Regions from separate parts of the Drosophila melanogaster genome. Here region 1 is linked to region 2. Evidence: chromatin contacts called from public Hi-C data. All regions are on one chromosome and are shown on one strand. The core of a region is the stretch at or near the end of the contact, and the rest is flanking DNA. Distances in the headings are between cores, read along the strand shown.

Region 1 (6,460 bases), core at 2,143-4,642, 1.2 Mb after region 2:
GCCGAGATAAGAGCGGAAATTTTGGACCCGCAGACATCGTCTATGGGGGATACGTAAATACAGAAGGGGAGTTGAGTGATAATACCGCTGGGCGGCAATGCGTCAGCTCTGCTGGGGTGACTTTTGTCCAACTGCTCGAGGAAGGGCAGCCCCCCACACACACACACATTATACACACATAGACGACTGATAAAGACAACTTTTCGGGAAGCCTTTCCTTATCAACGCAAATATAGTACGCCATTTTCAATGGTTTTGGCATTTCGCAGACCTAGGCTCCCATCTTATCAATGCCGCTTTTATTTTCACGTTTTTTCTTTGGCTCCTGCTGCCTTTGGCTTCTTTGAGATGGATTACGAAATCTATGGAAAGTTTTCAATGTTATTGTTTATGGGTCAAAGGAATCGAGGGTTACGAACGAGCTCTGTGCTCTCTAATTCTAGACTAGAATAATAATGTTTTCCTATTAATTTCGAATAACTCTTGGCACGCGATCTTCTATATGATCACCGAATTTTCATTCGCATTTCTCGCTTCCGTATAAATATATATATATATATATTCTGAAATATCAGAATGTGTGTCTAGATCAAGAGTGTTATAAAAAAAGACGCCCTTGACACAATTTCAGTGCGCCAATGGGCTTTACAATAAATCTTAATATCATATCGAAAGTTCAAAGATTAAAATATACCATTTCCATTGAAGTGACTTTCTTATGCTTATTGCAACCTTTCAAAAAAGGTGCTCTTTTCAAAATATGCGTACGTGCAGAGAGACACGTCTGAAAACCGGGCGAGGAATATACTTTTTTTTTTTTTTTTGAATATTTTGACCTGGTCGAGCAAGATACAAACAAATGCCAGCCGATGGAAAAGTTTGGAATAATGAAACTATGTGAGAAAGCGCGTTACTATATCTTATTTGAACTGCAGACGAGGAATCGAAAGAGCAATGTGCACCTTGTAGCCATAGTGACATTGCTATTATCCCCCCAAAAACCTCATCGAACACCTTGGGATCTGTTGTTTGTTGCATTCCCCACTCGCCTTCAACTGAGTCAGTGTCCCAGAAAAAGTTTATTTGCCTGTGCTGTCTCGCTGAGAACCAAAACAAATTCGAAATCGCTTGCCAAGCTCAATTTAGAATTGTTTTTAGCTAGTATGTAGGAAAATACAATGCACCATCTATTTTATATCATATATTCTATATTATATGTGGGCTATAGCGAAATCCGCAATATTAGTGTGCCAAATCAAAGATTTTAGGGAATAGATCAGACATTTCGCAACGCTGCTAATTGGCGATAGTAGGAAATATTTCACTATAAACACTAAGCTACAAATGGATATAAATTATAAATAAAGTAAACTGTTTTCCGATCTTAGAACAATGTTAGCTGTGCAGTTCCTTAATAGTAATGTGCACTGCCCCTCTTCAACTTATGTAAGCCCCTTGGAGGCCTCTGATGCCCGATTAGATGGATGTCGTTTGATTGTTTGCCGTGCGGCTTACTTGCTGCGATAGCATTGTGTGGCGGGGAGGCAAGGTTGTTACGCCTTTCGATTTGTTTTCGCAACGTGTACCAACACGAGATACCCGGCAAGCGACGACAAGTGGAAGGCGGCCAGAACAACTGGGGTATTAGCCAGCTCAGGTTGCAACGTGCAGCGTATTTCCAGCCCACTAAAGTATATACTACGCATATGTGCAGCGACTCGTTAGATACGGACACGGATACATACGGACATGGATACATACGGACATGGGTGGGTGCCACAACTGTGTGGTTGCTTTTTTCCCCCGCTGATAAGTGGACTTGCACTGCCGGCCGGCAAATTGCCCGGAGAGACTTGATTGCCACTGTGGCGGGGCATTAGAAGTGCCATTCAGCGGAATTATTATAGGTGGGGGGTCATGCTATCAAAGGCCTTCACCAAGGCCACCCGCGTCGATCAAAAGTTGTCAGAAACGGTGAGCTGTTGTTTTTATAAAGTGGAAATCTGGATTGCAGTCATAAGGAGCGAAGTATAGCAAATATTTTCTGTGGAAAAACTATCATGGACTAGGAGATACTTTATAAACAAACTCTATAAACACTTGTTTACTATCCCAAATATAAATATCAACAAAAATAAACTATTTAAAGCTGAGAGCTGTCAAGCATAAATAACAAAGTTCGTATTTCGAGCGTAATTCAATTGAAATGCGATCGTTTCCCGACTGACCAGGGGCTCGACTTGGGATCGATTCTCGATCGCTGGAAACTGGTTTTCCGCTGGGCAAACTAATGTGGAAGAACTAATGTGCCGGCCATTGTGTGTGTAGGGTGCAGGTGAAAACAAAAATAAATTCAGATGCGACGCGTCTAAAAATAGCCGCATATAAAAGCCACAATAAAAGTCCATAAGGGAAACAACAACAAAGCAATTGCCTGTCCAGGGGAATCGGAATGAATCCAAGTGGACATTGCCTGCGGAAAATGAACCCAGAAATGCGCTGTTTATGAATGTTTGTTCGCTGCAGGCGCGCTTTAATTAATTACATATGTTCTGCGTATTTCGCTCACTTTAGCTGCGATTTATCGAACAACAAATACCCTTCTTTTAATGCAAAGCACGTGAACGTAGCATGTTTCCCGAAGATCAGTTTGTGTTGTGTGTTTCCCTGCGCTGGCCGCATTTCTTTTTCGGTTTGCTCCCTTTTGGCAGTGGCGCCAAAATAGTTCAGCTCCCCTTCGTGGGCCAGCCCAAATCTAATCGCCAATTGCGCCGTTCCCGCCGAGCAATTACAATTAGAGGCCGGGAGCAAACCGGTTTCGTTCTACGCTGATGGCCTGACCTGCGATAAGACGCAGTAGGGAGAATGTCAGGCAGGCAGACTTACCCGCCGGCGATCAGGTGGATGAGAGTGTCGGCCGTGTTCTGGGCCATCTTCGTTGTCTTCCCAGTTCCGGAATAGGCTCCACCGAAATGGGCGGCTACTTGGACGCGCACTTGGTTTTAACTTTGGCAAAACGCACTATATTGTTAAGGCACTTTGTGGGCGGAGGTGTGGGGGGCGGGGCCCCAGGGGGAGGGGCTCTTAGCACGCTCTCCTCTCTTCCTCTTGCCACTTTCTATTGTCCTTTGAACTTTTGGGGCTTTCGCTTGGCCGCGATTCTCCGACTTTTCGACTTGATTTTCGGCAACGGTTATGCAACTGCAGTGGTTGCAGTGCTGAGCGTTAACTTAACCTACGGTTAGCTTGCGCGCAGTTAAAGTCCGTCGGTCGGCCGGTGCACTGATTCGATTTCGAGCTCGCCGATCCCTAGCGTTTGTGATTTAGCTTTGCATTAATTTATTTTCGATCCGATGTAAAAAAACACGTCCGTGAGAGTGACCGCACTGCGACTGTGGAAGCATACCGCCGCTGCGAGGCGCCAAGAAACGACCTAAAAAATACCAACAAACTGGGGAATTCAACGGTTCTGTGCGAAACTTTGAGCGCCATTTTGGTCCACCCTAGAAATTCAATTTTATTCACAGAAAGTTGAAAAAGCTTATTGAAATACTCGACTAATTGGTGGAAAGCAAAGATAAAGATAGAAAAAAGATCGTATTCAAAGTTTAATAACTTCATTCATCAGTTCAGAGATAATGAATAATTCAGATCCATTCAATCTTAATCCAAATCCAGAAAATGTTTTAAGATAGTTGCCTTTACTTTAGTTGCCCTTACTTGAGTTTACTTGATTATCTGGCAACGCCACAAGTGATCGAAGAAAAGAATTCAGTAACTTTTATACTTTTTATTTCACATCAACTAACAAATCTGAATATGTTTAATATTTGGTGTACTATTCCATCTGATTAAGATCTCTATTGAACACCGTGTATATTCGATAAGAATATTCCAACAGCTTTCGCTTAAATTCTATGTCTCAACAATTGTTTCATAACCGTTTTTGAAGTGAATAACTTGTCTGTTTGTGGATTTGGTGTTTGTGTAGATCAATTTATAATTTCATAACGATTACAGCGATTACATTGAAGATATTCAAAGCTCTCGGCAACTGAACGAATATCTTGCACATAGTGTTTTTTATTCTTTTGTTTATAAATAATGATTAGATCAAGGTTTAGCATTAATTAATAATGTCTAAGAACGAAGCATAGAGACAGCAAATGGGTTTGGTAGTTTAATTCTGATGTATTTGTGCGCCAGACACAAGTTCCGAACGTAAAAGGTTGACGAACACGTGCACCGCCGCCTTTCCATGGATCTACTGCGTCCAGCTCCCTCTCCAAGATCCAGATCTCATTCGATGGGGCTGGTGTGGTTGGAATTTCGAAGTGCCCTGCGCTTACTGCGGCTTCCTGAACGACTTGCCGGCGAACTTGACGCCAGCGCCGATCTCCTCCTCGATGCGCAGGATCTGGTTGTACTTGGCCAGACGCTCCGAGCGGCATGGAGCTCCGGTCTTGATCTGGCCGGTGGACAGACCGACGACCAGGTCACCGATGAACGAGTCCTCGGTCTCACCGGAACGGTGGGAGACCATGGTGCCCCAGCCGTTCTTCTTGGCCAGCAGATGGGCGGCAATGGACTCGGTGACGGTGCCGATCTGGTTGACCTTCAGGAGCAGGCAGTTGCAGGCCTTCTTCTCCACGGCGGTGGCAATACGCTTGGGGTTGGTCACGGTCAGATCATCGCCCACGATCTGGATGTCGGTGCAGCCGGTCAGGTTGGACCAGGCCTCCCAGTGGTCCTGGTCAAAGGGATCCTCAATCGAGACGATGGGGAAGTCCTTAATAAACTCCTGGTACAGGTTGGCCAGCTTGTCGGCGGGCAGCCACTGCGACTTGTCGCTCTTCTCGTTCTTGAAGTCCAGATCGTACTGGCCATCCTTGTAGAACTCGGAGGCGGCCACGTCCATGCCGATCTCGATCTTGCCGGTGTATCCGGCCTTGGCGATGGCATCGCTGATCAGGTTCAGAGCCTCCTTGTTGGACTGGATGTTGGGGGCGAAGCCGCCCTCATCGCCCACAGCGGTGGCGTCCAGACCGAACTTGGCCTTGATCACATTCTTCAGGTGGTGGTACACCTCGGAGCCCATCTTCATGGCCTCTGTGAAGCTGGTGGCGCCGGTGGGCAGGATCATGAACTCCTGCATGGCCAGCTTGTTGCCGGCGTGGCTGCCGCCGTTGATCACGTTGAAAGCGGGCACCGGCAGGATGATCTCCTTGTTGCCAGCCAGATCGGCAATGTGTTTGTACAGCGGCACGCCCTTCTTGGCGGCTCCAGCCTTGGCCACGGCCAGGGAAACGCCCAGGATGGCGTTGGCTCCGAACTTGCTCTTGTTCTCGGTGCCGTCCAACTTGATCATGAAGTTGTCAATGGACGCCTGGTCAACCACATCCAGATTGGCCTTGATCAGCTCGGGTCCCAGGGTGTCGTTCACATGGCCCACGGCCTTCAGCACCGACTTGCCATGGTAGTTGGCCTTGTCGTTGTCGCGCAGCTCCAGGGCCTCGTGGACGCCAGTGGAGGCGCCGGAGGGCACGGCGGCTCGGAAGAGTCCCAGCTCGGTGGTCAGGTCGACCTCCACGGTGGGGTTGCCACGGGAGTCGTAGATTTGACGGGCCTTGATCGCTTTGATGGTCATCTCGTTGCTGTCACTGAAATCAAAAAACAAAAAACAAAGTCCACGAGGGCGAATTAGTGTCTGTTATCAGGACTTTAAATCTAGGCATGGTGTTCTATTAAATAGCTGACCGCAGATGAAGCCATTCAGATTTTATGGCGGATGTGCTCCACAATATTTGCGAAATCCCCGCCATTACTTAAATAGTTGGGCTTATTTATATTTAAAATTGTTCCAAATGGACAGTTAAATGATATGTTTCGTGATGCAGTGAAATATTCGGAAATATGTCGAAAAAGAAATACGAACTAGAAAGGAAATGGGAGATACACCTTTGACATACTTTTGGACTTGGTTCTCAAAATATGGTTAGATATTAATAAAAAATTATTTTTTTTTGCAAAGAATTGTAGCTGTGAGCATGTAAGTCACTTGCAATTTGAGCTGTGAGTGGTGTAAACTTATACATATATCCCCATTCGGGTGTGACTTTCTCCACGGTATAATCTCGAAATGCCCCTCCTGAGTTTTCTATATTTAATTTGTCTTCAAATTTCAGTTAAATATTTCTATAATAATTTAGAGTCACTGACACTGGCGGCATTTCCCGCTTTTCCGCTTATCTCAGTGGGAGAGTTTTCAGTTTGCTCTCGCCGAACAACCGAATGACCTCTAAGCTACTTTTAAAGGTCAGACCCAAAGTGAGGCGTCCAGCGAAGCCGCAGTACGTGGAAAAGTTGCGAAAAACGGAAGTATCTCCCTACAGCGATACAACAAATGCCTGTCAATTGAAATTATTAGATTTGTGCAATTAAATCGATTGGAAATATACGT
Region 2 (7,362 bases), core at 2,054-4,553:
ACCGCAATAGACTTCTGCCCAATTACGCTTCCCTCCCAATTCATAGAATAACTTTAGTTTTCTTTGGAAAATATGTATATTTTCATTTGTTGAGATTGGAATCGTGCGATGATCCATTATTCTATTTGTTTTCATTTTCTTTTTTTCACATTTAGCAATAAATACAATTGTGTGTGTTTTAGCTTAAGAGAATTACACTGACAACTATGGTACAATAGAAAAGAGTTAAGAAAACTTAAATATCACAGATGTTGGACGCCGAATGCGTCTCTTTATAGTATGTACAAACACTAGGGATATTCAGAATATTAATCTGAAGAAGATCGCTTAGATAAGAAGTGTGCTGTGTGCTCCTGGAAAGAAGTGGCATCTATCCGATTTGGGTATTACGTATTGAATTTGAAGTTGATATATGCACAAAACGGTGACAAGATCTAGCTCCTAACTAAGCTTAAGTCTACACCAGCTACATGAGAGCGAGAAGGCATTTCGAATTTGACTCAGATGTTAATTTGTTTTGAAATTTGGTGGGAATTCATCTCTGTTTAGCTGGCGATACTGTGGGGCTGAGATTGGTTCTGATGCTGCTCGCATTGCTCTTCTCATCGCTGCACTTGAAGCAGGGTTCCGCCGAAGGTGAAACTGCTGGCCTGCTGCTGTAGCCTCAGCAGATCTTGGGCGCTGTAGACTTGCAAGCTGGCGGAACTGATGGGCGAGGAACTAGCGCTGGAGCCCGCCGGTGCTATCGCTCGCAAATGGAGCGAGGCATCGCAGAGGGAAGCCGCTACCGAAGCTGATGTGTTGTTGTTGGCCAGGGAGACATGTCGATTCACTCCGTTCGCCTTGTCCTTGTTGTGCCGTTTGACGTGCTTCGACAGGTGATCGCTTCTCATGAATTTCTTCTGGCAGACGCTGCACTGGAATTTCTTTTCACCGGTGTGGGTCCGTTTGTGTCGGGACAACTCATCGGAACGGGAGAATCGTTTGTCACAGTTCTCCCACTTGCAGATAAAGGGTCGCTCGCCGGTGTGAACCCTCTGGTGGGCCTTCAGATGACTGCTTTTGAAGTAATTCTTGCCGCAATCGGGAAAACTGCACTCGTAGATGCGACTTCTGGTGGCCGCCGCCTGGGCGGCCGTAATTCTGGTTGTTAGTTTCTCCTCGGACATTGTTGGCGTTTTGGGTACGGGTGTGGGGCTCTGTTGGGCGGCCACTGTGCTGAGCAGGATAAGTTGGCTGGCAGACGAAGCTACTGGGCTAACATATATCGGTGTCAGAATAGGTTTTATTTCCTCCTCCTTGATGCATTCCGCTGGAGCAGGTGGCGTTACAAGCTTCGCAACTGGTGTCTCGGGTGTTTGTACTGGGGGTAGTGCCACTTCTGCAGCACGCTTTCTGTTCATTTTGAACTTGAGATTGCGCCACACATTGGCCTCTGGATAGTCGTCCTCCACAGTGGGTGGTACTGAACTTGTACTTGTGTTTGTGTTGGAAGAGGAACTACAGCAGGAGGTGGAACTAGATGAGTTCTCGTCTTGGCTACTAGAAGAGACAGCGCCAGAACTGTTGACCCGCATGATGACGCTAACCCTTTCCGCTTTCTGATCATCGTCCAGCTTTTGATCCGGCGGCGGTGTCATGCTCATAGCAGGTTGTTCCAAACGGGGTTTCTTGTTGGGAACCGCTATTTCGGGAGCCTCGTCTTCCGTGTCCGATGGATTTGGTGTAATAATCCCTCCATTTTTCTGACTCTTTTGGGCCACCAGCTTGAGCTTTGCCTTTAGCAGATTCTCGTTCACCTGTTGTTCGTCCTTGGCGACCTGGAAAAGGAAAGAACAAGTTCAGGGTTAGTCAGAGTTCGTTAACATTGTCGAGTTTATGTTCTGAGGAGTGCATTCACATTCACAGTCCCATTCACTTTTCGCTGACCAGCATTGACCCACAATAACTTTTCCTCGCAATTCGCTAATTACGCCGGCGGCTGACAAGGCCGTTCACCGTTAACCTTCACACACCCTGCAATACCCCGCCCAACCCCAGGTTCAATGCTCCTTCGAAAGGCCAAGGGAACTTTGTTTTTGGCGGTTTTTGAACTCTTTTAAAGGCCGTTTGGGGTGACAGAATATTACTCATTAACTGTTGCTGCCAGCTGTGCTTTAAATTATAGACGTATGTAAATGTTAAAGGTGAATACTGTATTGATGACCACATAAAAGTCTTTAAATTGATGTGCTCCTGACAGAAACAAAAAATGTCTTAAAATTTTAAAAACTGTTCTTAATATGGACTTTTCAAATTTCACTACTTAATTTTTAAGGATGAAAACATGAGCAACTGTTGCGTTTTCGGCGCATATTCTAGAACCATTTAAAAATTGCGCCTAAAAGCATGCAAGGAAAATGCAGCCACACCACCAGTATTATTATGACGTGCCTCAGGTGGGTGATTTCATGGGGAAGGCGAATGCGAGGGGTGTATTATGACTCGTGCGAAGACGTCGAAATCTTTTTATGGGCTCGGCACGTTGCGCTCTAATGTGCGACAGTGTTTGTTTGTTTCTTTCTTGGCCAGATAAAAAACGAGCCAGAAATGTGACATGGTTTTATGGGTTGGGGCTTGGCCTGTTTGCCTAGCTTTTGGCTAGGCCCTCTCTTTCCTCTCACACTCCACCGCTCGCCTACAGTTGCCAATTGGCAACTCACCTTCTCTCTTTTGCTTTTCTGTTGTTTTTTCCTAGTGGTGCCAAGTCCAATGTTCAGCTGCGGCCTCTCGCTCGCACTCACACATCACTCGCTGTGCATGCGGTGTTCACGTGAAAGCGTGTTGGCTGCGTGATCGCATGGCTGTGTGCGAGTGCGAGCGGGACGAGGCACTTTGTTTTTAGAAACGCGGCAAGTGGGAGCGAGAGCGAGCTAAGTACGATTCCGTTTGATTTTCCGCTGCCTTGAATGCACTATCCCCACTCAATAAGCACTAATTACACTAGCGTACACTGTATATATCCACTTTGTAGGTCACTTACGATTTCCAACTTGTTTTCCCTTAGTGGGGGCGTTGCGGGTGGTGAAGGTAGCAAGGTATCCATGTCCATTGCACTTTCAAATTTCAGTTGCACTCTCTTTTTTTTATTGAAGAGTCTGTGTTTGTTTGTTTGTTTTGTTCCGGGGCTAATCACTTGGTTTAATCTCAGTTTGTGTAGATTTTTGCACTTCAGCTAACTTTGCACTGGCGCTTTCAAGTGCCGCTTGCCGTTTTGGAGCGAAGGCGAACCGTTGCGTTCGGAATTCAAGAGACGAATGAAAAAGGCAAAGCCATTCAGCTCCCAGCAGAGCTGCCGCCGCCGACGCCGCTGCCGGCAGAGGCTGTGCAAGTGTGAGTGAGTGGAGCCGCCGACGACGTAATCACTTGGAAACGGGCAAGTGTGTGTGAGCGGGCCATCGTCATCGGCAGTGGAGCAACCAGTGCAATGTAACCCGGACGAACATCAGCCAGCAACGTGGGCAGCACCTCCTCGGCTCCTCTCTCTCGGGCGCAAAAAAGAAAAAGGTCAGGTCTCCTGCTCACTCACCTCTCAGCAACCCACGTGCACCGGACAAAATAGCCCGTAAAGAATGACATCTCTGTTAACTCAATTTTAGACTGTAATGTTGGTTGGCAATAAGTTAAAAGAGATTCAGGTGAACCCAAATCGTTTTTAGTAAACTCTCTAAAAGTGTATGGCTATTTTAAATGTTGCCATCTTTTCCGAGAAGACCCAAAAAATCACCGAAGCGATTTCTTTCTGTGCAGGACACAGACACACAGCCAGTAGGAGAGAGGCCCGCAGAGCACGTAATCAACGCATGGACGTCATCAGCTGTTCACTGCGGGGTCTTGTGTTTGGTGCTATAGAGAACGGGTCAGTAGAGGAGGAGCTGGGGAGGGTGTGGGGCTCCATCGGCTGTCTATTCATGGGCTGTGCATGCCCCAGCCGCGTGCACAGCGCACACCAACCGACACACTCACAGACACACCCCAAAGCCGTGTCTGAGTAGCTGACGTAGTTGTTGCCACGGAAGTCTGTGAATAATCGGCTGAAAAAATACTTTAAAACTGGCTCGAAACCTGGCAGACGCCCCTCAAGCTGAAATCTAAGACCTGGCCGCATATATTTGCATTAACTTTGGAAGTCTGACTTTAAGCAGACACGGATTTCATTAATAAACGAAAGGCATAGTGCGAAAGCAGGAGAGTATGGGAGCTCAACAGTTGACGGGGAGCATTGCCAGGCCCAAGAAACTGGGAGATAACAAAGATGAGTCACGAAAAGCAGGCATTTCAAAATCCTCTTATTCACCACCAGTGAATGCATGTAACTCAATTAAGTCGTCAATTGATTACATTTATTTTGTTTGAAAACCCTCCTAGGACACGGGTAAATTCTACCTGGCAATGCTCGCGTTTCGCCTGTAACAGTTTTCAAAGCAAAAAGGGGCTCGTACACAGAGCACACACACCAAAGAGCGAGCGGCAGAAACAGCTGTGGTTATTGGCGCTCTCTTGCGCAACAACAACGAATAACTAGCACGCCATACCCCACACCAGACTTGTGGGGCGACTGTTCAGGCCGTGTAGGGTATTCAGGGGTAGCATGGGAGCAGCTAGATTAGATGCAGATCTCTGAAAAGTTTAAGTTTTATTTTTCTTCACATTCCCTAAAAAGAAATTTTATATTTGTCGTTACTAAATTAATGTCATTCCATCCGTCTCCTACTGCTTTATCGCCGCTTTTAGAGGGTATGCCCAAGTGGACCCCTCGAAAATAACCTTCTTGACGGCTGAACAGCTCGCCTGCGTGTTTTATGGTGTGCGTGAGTGTCTGTGTGGGTCCGTCTGGTATCACGCGTTGACCTCATGATGTTCACGTGAACATTTGTTGATACTTTGCCTGAGCGGACGAGTGAGTGAGTGCGAGTGAGACGAGGCGAAAATGCCAGCAGTCTGTGGCGTGCCTATCTGTGCGCTTGTGTGCGTGTGGGGGTTTGCAGTACTTGCGTTTTTGTTTTTGTCTTTGCTTCGTGTTTGTGATTGGAATCGGAATTCGTGTGTAAATTTTGCGCGGAACTTGAAGCGATGGCCTCCACTCTCTCGCGAATGTGGGCGTGTAAATGGGCCGATATACCGTTACCGCACCCCTCTCCATTGCGCCCCACCCCCCGCATTTTGAATGCAAACTGCGGCGCAGTTGAAGCTCCCCACCGGCCAGCTCCTCCAGTCCTCGCAAATCCATCAAGCGGGAATTCATGTGCATTGCGGAGGCTGAACACAATCAGCAGCCGCAGGTTAGATCTAAAAATAGACGTATATCTCGGCTCCCCGGCGGGTTCAAGTTCAGTTCCCTTGACTTGCATTCGCCCACGGAGCTCCCACGCCCACCCACTCAATCTGGGATGGCGAAATCTGGACTCGCAGAACTCACGTGTGCCCACGCACATTTTCGGAAACGCACGTAGGCCGCTGACTACTGGAAAAAACTGAGTGTCAGTGCTATAGAATTGCACAATAGAATTGCTGTATTACATATATTTTTTTAGTTTGTTAATTCATTGCTTATTCCTCACTAACAATACTGAAAACTAAAAATAACTCTTTGATTTAGATTTCAAAACTTGTTCCTACAACACAAAAGCAAGCAAAATACCTTTTTTTCGGTGTGTCAAAGGCCGACTTAGAAATACAATATATATATGTATATGTATGTTATATGTACATATAACTCATCGTTTTTCGCAGAGCGAGTTTGCGCATTGACGTAACTCTCTTCTGGCATCTGGCATTACGTAGCAGACTCGTTGGCTCGGTGACGTCACACCCACGCTGGCTCCTTGCTCCTGTTGCGCGTCAAAGGTCACAGCATAATAAGCGTGACGTTGGCGTGAGCTTCTGCCGGGTTCAAGGCCTCCTACGCTCCTTTTTTCTTATTAACGAGGAGAGGAATCGCATGCAGAATAAAGCCTAAGGCGCAAGCAGACAACTTTCCGTCGGTGGAGTTGGTCGAAATGTCAATCACAGGTGGACCCTGACGTCAGAGGGCCTCGAAAAAGAACGCTGCTTATTGATATTATTCATATATCCATTTAATCATGTACTCAACGAGTGGCACACAGTCTGACCAAAAGTCATAAGGAACTGGTCTATAATTCGGCACGGCAACAACGTCAAACGCGTCAAATGCGACGCCCATTTTCCTAGTTTCCCTCGATTCCCATTCACAAACATTTCCCACACAGTTTCTGTTTGTTGGCCTCTGCTTGCACGCGGGCGTGGACGACGCTACAACGTCGTCCGAAAAAAGCGCCAAGATCGTCAAAACTCTCCATGACGTCATGAGCCCAACTCGTGACTCCAAGTGCAGACTTCGTTAGTTTCTTGGTTTCATATTGCTTACCAGCCTTTGTCAGAAGTCAAAAGAATCAGAAATTTCCATTTAGCACGCATGTAAACATGTTTACAAACAAGAAGATTTTCCCCAATTGAACAGATTATGGGGGTTCTTCGAATTGGTGCAACTAGTTCGATGGAAAGATACTAATCAATGGAATCGGAATTTCCCCTTGTATTGTAATTGTCAAGTCTACAATATTTAAAGAAAGTATCTTGTAAATTTGTTTATGAACTATCTCATATTTCACCATGACGCGCAACCTTCTTATTGGTCTATATGGCGGTCACATATGCCAAATATCAAAATATTTATCTTTGTTATAAAGACTCACATGACTAACTCGAATCTAATGAGTGATTCCCGATCTCTTTTTCCACTATTGCTCAGCAAAAGAAACCAAATTATTTAATTAGAAGTGCAATATGTTTTTGAAGGTTTAATTTAATCTGTGATAAGGATGTCTGACTTTGAAATATATGTATAAAAACTGCCCTTATAGAAGATTTTCTATAACTAGCCCCCATTCTTCCGGCCCTTGCCACCCACTTATCACGAATCTTAATCCCCCCTACAAAATGATGCACTTGCTCTCCCTAAGTCGATTTTTCTCCCTGCCTACGTGCCCACCGACGCGTTGCTCCAAAGTTGGAAGCTAAGTCGGAACAGAATGGAACGGAACGCGGAGAACCGGCGTCTACGAATCTTCGGAGCAAGGCTAAGTGGGGTCTACTATGAGCACAATGCTAAGAGAGCAAGGGAAGGGGCATAGACGACCTTCAGTCGGGATTGCGGTCTTACCAATGGAAATTTACGATGCTGCGAAGGTTCGCCCTGGTCAATGTTTAATGCGTTTTCTCTGGCTGCCCCTTTTCTCCCTCGCACCTCTCGCATTTATTCTCATACGATTTCCCGTTCTGGCTGCCGGTAAAAATCGACCT

What was found. A called contact is a pair of places that touch in the nucleus more often than the background predicts.
Region 1: a Hi-C map of the Kc167 cell line shows a contact between it and region 2, with 2.2 times the contacts expected there. The contact joins the promoter of Rim2 here to the promoter of cbt in region 2. A contact is called at or near these places in 4 of 107 Hi-C or Micro-C datasets (the Kc167 cell line and embryo).

The regions. Positions count from the first base shown.
Region 1 is chr2L:1,720,996-1,727,455 of dm6, forward strand. Rim2 (Replication in mitochondria 2) reads right to left here and starts at 3,393. Exons shown (of 7, transcript NM_001258912.2): 1 at 2,887-3,393. Eno (Enolase) reads right to left here. Exons shown (of 4, transcript NM_164434.3): 4 at 3,773-5,660. The coding sequence ends at 4,346.
Region 2 is chr2L:476,385-483,746 of dm6, forward strand. cbt (cabut) reads right to left here and starts at 3,304. Exons shown (of 2, transcript NM_164384.2): 1 at 3,023-3,304; 2 at 62-1,820. The coding sequence starts at 3,091. The coding sequence ends at 603. All of the region lies in intron 1 of ush (u-shaped), which reads left to right.